Linked DNA regions of Mus musculus: region 2 is linked to region 1. Evidence: chromatin contacts called from public promoter capture Hi-C data. All regions are on one chromosome and are shown on one strand. The core of a region is the stretch at or near the end of the contact, and the rest is flanking DNA. Distances in the headings are between cores, read along the strand shown. Region 1 holds the start of 4933406J09Rik (RIKEN cDNA 4933406J09 gene). Region 2 holds the start of Apold1 (apolipoprotein L domain containing 1).

Evidence for each region. Capture Hi-C pulls out chosen DNA fragments and counts their contacts.
Region 2: a contact with region 1 is called in a promoter capture Hi-C map of adipose tissue, with 2.3 times the contacts expected there. The contact joins the promoter of Apold1 here to the promoter of 4933406J09Rik in region 1. A contact is called at or near these places in 4 of 39 promoter capture datasets (the 3T3-L1 cell line, cranial neural crest, liver and 1 more), 1 of 115 datasets of contacts at active chromatin or transcription factors (pancreatic cancer cells) and 1 of 9 other capture datasets (adipose tissue).

Annotation. Positions count from the first base shown.
Region 1 is chr6:134,401,611-134,404,824 of GRCm38.p6, reverse strand. It overlaps 4933406J09Rik (RIKEN cDNA 4933406J09 gene), which reads left to right and starts at 1,410. Exons shown (of 9, transcript NR_153848.1): 1 at 1,410-1,960. All of the region lies in intron 2 of Bcl2l14 (BCL2-like 14 (apoptosis facilitator)), which reads right to left.
Region 2 is chr6:134,980,068-134,983,471 of GRCm38.p6, reverse strand. It overlaps Apold1 (apolipoprotein L domain containing 1), which reads right to left and starts at 1,471. Exons shown (of 2, transcript NM_001109914.1): 1 at 1,443-1,471. It overlaps Gm36428 (a long non-coding RNA gene), which reads left to right. Exons shown (of 3, transcript XR_003956531.1): 1 at 1-334; 2 at 1,078-1,335; 3 at 1,417-1,574.

The DNA of each region.
Region 1 (3,214 bases), core at 161-2,660:
TTAGCTATCCCCAACTTCCTTTGAGGACTCCACAATTAAGAACATCTCAGACTTGACGCTAATATCACCTCTTCCTCTACCGGAAGCCATGAGGGCAAATGTTGGTCTACACCTGACTGACAATGAGTCTGTGTCTACTCTAGGAGAGGCAATGAGAAACTTGGAGAAAGCGAACATCCATCTTGTCGAATTTATGGTCATCAAGAGAGACTTCTCGACCTAGTCGGTCATCAACTTTAAAAATAAACAGAAGCATGTTTTCATAGTCTCGGGCTGCAGAGAGGTGTCATTACAATAGCTGGGATTTTTTGGAGTCACTTCTTCTTCTTCTTCTTCTTCTTCTTCTTCTTCTTCTTCTTCTTCTTCTTCTTCTTCTTCTTCTTCTTCTCCTCCTCCTCCTCCTCCTCCTCCTCCTCCTCCTCCTCCTCCTCCTCCTTCTTCTTCTTCTTCTTCTTCTTCTTCTTCTCCTTCTTCTTAAAACTCAGCTGTGTAGAGAGTGTTTATAGTTATGCCCAACTTACAGATAAGAAAACCGAGGCACCGAATTGCTTAAGGTGACATATGCGGCTAAGCTGAGGTTGAAGAGAGCCCAGGCTGTCTGTCTATAGAGCCCAGACCCTGACTATCTTTCCTGTCACTATTTAGATGTCTTTGATTAACTCTTTGTCTTCTTATCTAGAACCAGGATCATTGCCACTTGACTCTGGAGCAGAAAAATACTACACTGTCTGAAACAGGTAAAAGCCTGGTGATATCTCCTCAGTGGGTGGTTGGGAGTTTGGAAACCGTCTGGTTCCTAGAGGCCTGACCCTTGCGTGCTCTAGATTCGTCCACATTGCAAGTCTATGGAGATGCAAGTTAATGTGTAGAAAATGAGGGTAATGTAAACACAATACCTCCCATGAAAACGAGAACCGGTTCCTGCAGAATGCGTTCCTTTGTTGTCCTGCAGAGAGCAGCTTTTCCAGTTTGTCCTGTTTGTACATCATCTCAGCAGTCCTTATCTGACTATAAATGCTTAGTGTTAGAAGGTCTCCTTCAAACCGGAGAGAATATTGTATTGGTTTCGGTTCGGTGTTACAGAAGGCATTTGAAATAAGCTCTTTTTAATGTGTCAGTCAAGCCAAATACATTTATTTTTACACTTTCACACGAGTGTACAACATATTGTGGTCATAGTCTTACCCTATTACCGTTCTCCCTCACGCTTGTATTGACTTTCTTCTTCCCATGCCTTTTTTAGCCCCACGAGGGCTGCTTGTGTGATCATGGCTATGGGGTGGGTCATTTAATTAAAGCAGGGGCAACTTACCAGTGGCTACACCACTGAAGAAATGGCACCCTCACCCCAGCAACTGTTAACTGCCACTAGCTCCTTGGCAGGGTGGGGTGGGGTGGGTGGACGCCTCAGGAGCCTCCCCTATCCACGGTGGAATGTTGAAGGGACCAATCTGACACCAGTTCTTTACAACATATGATTTTACTTTAAATTAATTTAACCCTTAGTTAAATCATTTAAGTTCTTTGGCTTTCAGCCCCACCGAATCTTCACCTTGGACTATAGGCTTGGTTGCCTGAGGCACATTTGGATGCATTGGAGTCATTTCTGTTACTCATTGTGCCTCTGACTGGATGAGGGATGCGAAGGAGGTGAAGTTTGGTGTCCTCCGTGGCTCATGTGCTTGAACATTCGTGCCCAGTAGGTGGCGCTGTTTTTCGAAGGTTAAGAAATCCTTAGAAGGATTCAGGTCGGGCCTTGGGCCTCTATTTCCTACAGGAGCTTTCTGTTTCCTGATCTGTGAAGATGTGAACAAGCCGCATGACAAGCTGGAGAGGCGATCCTCTGTTACAGAAAAGAGCCAGCTGAGCAAGGTGTGGGGAACAAGGCAGTTTCTCAGGTCTCCGCTTCAGTTTCTGCCTCCAGATCCCTTCCTTGGCTTTCCTCAGCGATCAGGTCATGGTAAGTCAAATTAACCCTTTCTTCTCTAGGCTGCTCTTGGTCATGCCGGCTTTATCGCAGCCATAGAAAATAAACCAAGAATGGGTTACTGTCGAGAGGTGTTGGAGGAGCGGGCTGACCTTCACAGTGTTGGGGAGTTGGCAGTTCAGAAGCCTCACACTAAACAACTGAGTTATTAGAGGATAGTTATATGGAGGATGAGTGAGTTTCGTGTGTTCTGTGAGGAGGGCTGGGGCTAGCTCAGCGGCAGAGTGCCTGCCTAGTGTATCTGAGACACTGAGTTCAACTCTTACACCACCCAGAGAACAAAATCCCAGAGTTAGGGAAGAACATTTGCAATGCATGTTCTATAACTAGGGGTCAAAGGTCTCAGGATGTGCACGGGGATGAGTTGGACAATGACAAAACAGGTATAGATGTAAAACTCCTCGGGTGGCTTCTCATTGCTACCCAGAGTGTGATGTGTGCAGGTGTGGAATAAGAACCATTGGCTTGCACTGGCTTGGGTGTCTGAGTGTGGGCAACAAGTCCAACATTCTGTGAAAAATGCCTCACCCCTGACTGTGAATAACCAGCAAATATACAGTGGGAGGTTTGAAATTCACCTTTGAGCACTGTCCTCGAATCTGTTTGACATTTTTTTTATGATTGACTTGGGTAGTGATGAATTCACAGATGATGGGAAGAGGAGTTTGGGGAGGGATATGGACCACAGAGTCAGGTGAGAGTTCTAGATGTGAGCCTTGGGTCTGTCATTTCCCAACTGGATGCTCTCCCTTTCTCCATCTTCTTCCCCCTCCCTTCTTCCCTCCCTCGCTCCCCCTTTCTCTTTCCTCTCTCTTCCTCATTGTTTTTCCACTTTATTGTAGTCTCTCATTGAACCTGGGGCTTGCTGCCTCAGTTAGCCATCCAGCAAGCCCCTGAGTTCTGCATGCTTCTGTCCCCCGCGCTGGGTTACAGATGTGGGCCACCATGCCGAGGTTTTTCTGGGCATCCAAACTGAAGTCTGTACAGACTCATGGTTGCCACTGAGCCATACTTCTAACTCTCTAAATAGCTTACGAACAGTTCCCTTAACCACACTAGCCTCTGTTTCCTAGTTTATTAAGAGAAGACAGAAAGATCTGACTTTGTGTAAAGACCAAATGACCAAGGTTTTCGTGGGAAGCACTTGTCAGGTGTCGGGGTACAAAGCTGGTGTTTCAGAAACTGCCAGCTGTTGTTGACATATGATCATTACTCTGGGAAGAATAA
Region 2 (3,404 bases), core at 222-2,721, 580 kb before region 1:
TATGCTGGGCGTGTTGCCTTAATGGTAGATCACTTACCTAGCGTTCAACCCTCAGACTCAATCCACAAGGCTGCCGAAATGAATACACGAATAAATAAACCACTCAGGACTGGGAACAGGGAGGTAGGTTACTACTGGGTTATGGGTCAAGTTTCCAAAGGCTCTGGAGCCTGGGACAAGTCACACAAGTTCCCAGAACCCGTTAACTGTGCGTTCCAACAGAGATTATGCTGTCTTCTGCTTTCCTTCCAGGGAACAAAATCTATGGACACCATCCACAGATTTAAATAAAGGTTTAAACGGGAAGGTGGAGACTATTAGAAAGCTGCTCCAGGTAAATGCTCTGAAAACAGAGACTTTGCTCTGTTTTCAAAATGACACTTGGGCTGAGGATGCAGCTCAGGGGTAGAGCCATTGTCTGGTGTGACACCCTATTCTATTCCCCAACTCCTGACAAACAAGGACCAATAAAAAGAAGAGAACACCTTAAAAGTAGCAAACCGTGCATGTAACGTAACAAAAACTTTTCATTATGTGGAGACTTGTGTCCTAGGGACTCAAGGTACTTGCCCCCCCCATTCTCATTATATCATTATATTCTCTCTCTCTCTCTCTCTCTCTCTCTCTCTCTCTCTCTCTCTCCTTCTCTCAATGTCCCTGTCCCTCTCTCTAATCCTAGCACTTGGGAGGCAGAGGCAGGATCATTGAGAGTTCAAGGCCAACCTGGTCTAAATACTGAGTTCTAGGCCATCCAAGGCTACATAACAAGAATTTGTCTCAAGGTAAAAAAGAAAAGGTGCTAGCTAGCAGCTCACTGGAGGCTTCCTTGGGTCCAGATGGACTGAAGCCAATAAAAGGTGACTAAGGGAGAAAGCTGAATGTACCAGGTTCATCTGTAAAAGGCCATCTGTCCTGGTAATGAGGGAGCCCCATTTTCATACACACTGTACTCTCCACCAGTCAGAACTTCTTAAAGGCACCAAATAAGTCACTGAAAGAGCATGTCGGACCTGAACGAGCAGGGCAGAAGTTATTTAATTTTTTATCTTTCTCCATTTGTTTTTGTTGTTTTTAAAGACAGGCTGTTACATAGTCCAAGTTGACCTCAAACCCCCGATTCTCCGGCCTCCACCTCCTGAGTTCTAGAATTCCAGGCTTGCATCGGCATGCACAGCCAGAACTCATTGTCCTCGGTTAAGATGAAGGCCTTTAGAGACCGGCTACCAACAGCTGATGTTTCTCAGTGCCCCCAGAAGAACACTGGTCTCCTGACTCATAGGTCCTACAGCTCCTGGTTGACCTCCATGATCTAGCTGACCAGTAAGAAGTTTTCAGGTAACAAGAAGGTTGGGAAAAAGTCACTCCAAATACATGACGCCTCGAGAGTTGACCCCGATATCACCAATCCCATTGCAGACACATCCCTCGGACTCCCCACTTACCCTTCACTCTGGCCTCCAGGAAGAAAAGTGGGAGACTGTTTCTGGACGAGCATACTTTATAGCTCCCAGGAGCCAATGACGGCTCTGGGAAAGCCTTGTCTCATTCTGAGAAGCTGCTGTTTCCTGCCCTGACCCCTGCTGCCTTCGGCCAGGATATGACATGTTGGAAAAAGAGACGCTGGCAAAGCACGTCCCGTATTTAGGAAATGAATATTGTGTGTTCGCTTTCCCCTCCAAACGCAGGAAGAGAACCACAGGCTCTTCCCCAACTTGAAACAAGTGCTGTCATCTCCCAGTGGGGATACCCTGCCTTTCCTCTCCTGAGAATAGCTACTGACGCCATCGGGGGAGGCTTTCCCACATGCCCCAGGCTGCCCAATTATAGTGTTTCTTTGAGAGGACTCCATCAGAAAATCATTTTTAAAAAGAAATAGGAGGGACCGGAAAACTTAATTATGATCGATACAGCCACTCATGGTCCTTTTCAAAGAGCTTTGTGGGGATGTAAGTAGCTGAAGCATGTGACCCATTAAGGGAGGGCAGCCAGCACCAAGGAGCGCCTAAAATTCAAGACCACGCCCACAGGAAGTGCTGCGTGCAGTTTAGGGCATCTCCAGCTGTGGAGAAGACACAGGAGGTCTCAAAAAGGGCACACTGCGGGGCCAAGTGCGTCAGAAAAATCACTGGGGTCAAGCTGCACACCGAGCTAATTATACACTTTCCATGGCAGCGGGGAGATGATGGCTTCCGGGGTTTTCATATGAAGCGAGGACTGTAGCTTGCATCATGGTTAAATGAGTGGATTCTAGCTACAGGTTCCCCAGCAGGGTCTGAAAAACAGTTATCTATTACAGAGCGTGCAGGCGGGGAAATGAATGTAGCTTCTTTCTGTGCCTTTACCCAGACCAGATGGCGATGCACCCCATAGCTATCCCTGAAGCAGTTAGGGTGGGGGTGGGGGGAGGGGAGAAGCTGAAGCTTAGTTGGGAAACCCAGTCTCACCAAAGGACCCCTGACACCATCGTCAAAGGCCAAACTGGTTTTCACCTAAATGATTCATGTCTCCAGCTGGAGGTGCAGTAGACTAGCACGCGGAGGCCCTGGATTCTAACACTGGCACCCAGAAACCCATCACTGTGGCCCACCCCTGTAATTCCAGCACCAGGAAGTAAAAGCTTGAGGGTTAGACATTCAAGGTCAGCTTCGGATTCATAGCTAGTTGGAATCCAGCCTGGGCTACGTGAGACCCTGTTCCCAAAACGAAACAAAAGTCCCCCTTATTCATTTGGAGTCTCTTGCATCTGTTCAGTGCGGTCTCACTATGGAGTTCTGGCTAGCCTAGAACTCATTAAGTAGATCAGACTGGCATTGAACTTGCCTCTTGCTCTGCCCCATTTGGAAAGTTTCAACAGCTCTATCATTGTAGAACACAATTAAGCCCCTCACTTTCGTATGGATAACCTGTCTTTACCAGAGCAGTGCCACCTGCAGCACACCCTGCTGCTCTTGACCTTGATCAGTCAGAATTTAGTCCACGTCCAAGTGTTCTGGTTATAGCTCCTACAGAATAGACATAACCGAGCAGAATGGCCCCAGCGTCTACTTGTACTCTTGAGATAAGAGGCAGAACGGCTGGGCATGGTGGCACAGGCCTGTCATCCCAGCACCTGGAAGGAAGCATCATAGTTTGCTCAAAGTTCAAGGTCAGCCCGAACTGGAGAGCAAAACCTGGAAGCACAGGGGCCTGAGTCTAATCCTCAGGACCTACATTTAAAACTGCCAAGTGTGGTGTTGCTGGTCGAGCAGCCTAGCTTACATCACAAGCTCTATCTACTCCAACCACAAAAGGGCAGCCAGCACATGAGGAACAACACTCAAAGCCATTCTCTTACTCCCACGTGCATGTACACACACACACACACACACACACACACACACACACACATATATAGACAGGCCCAG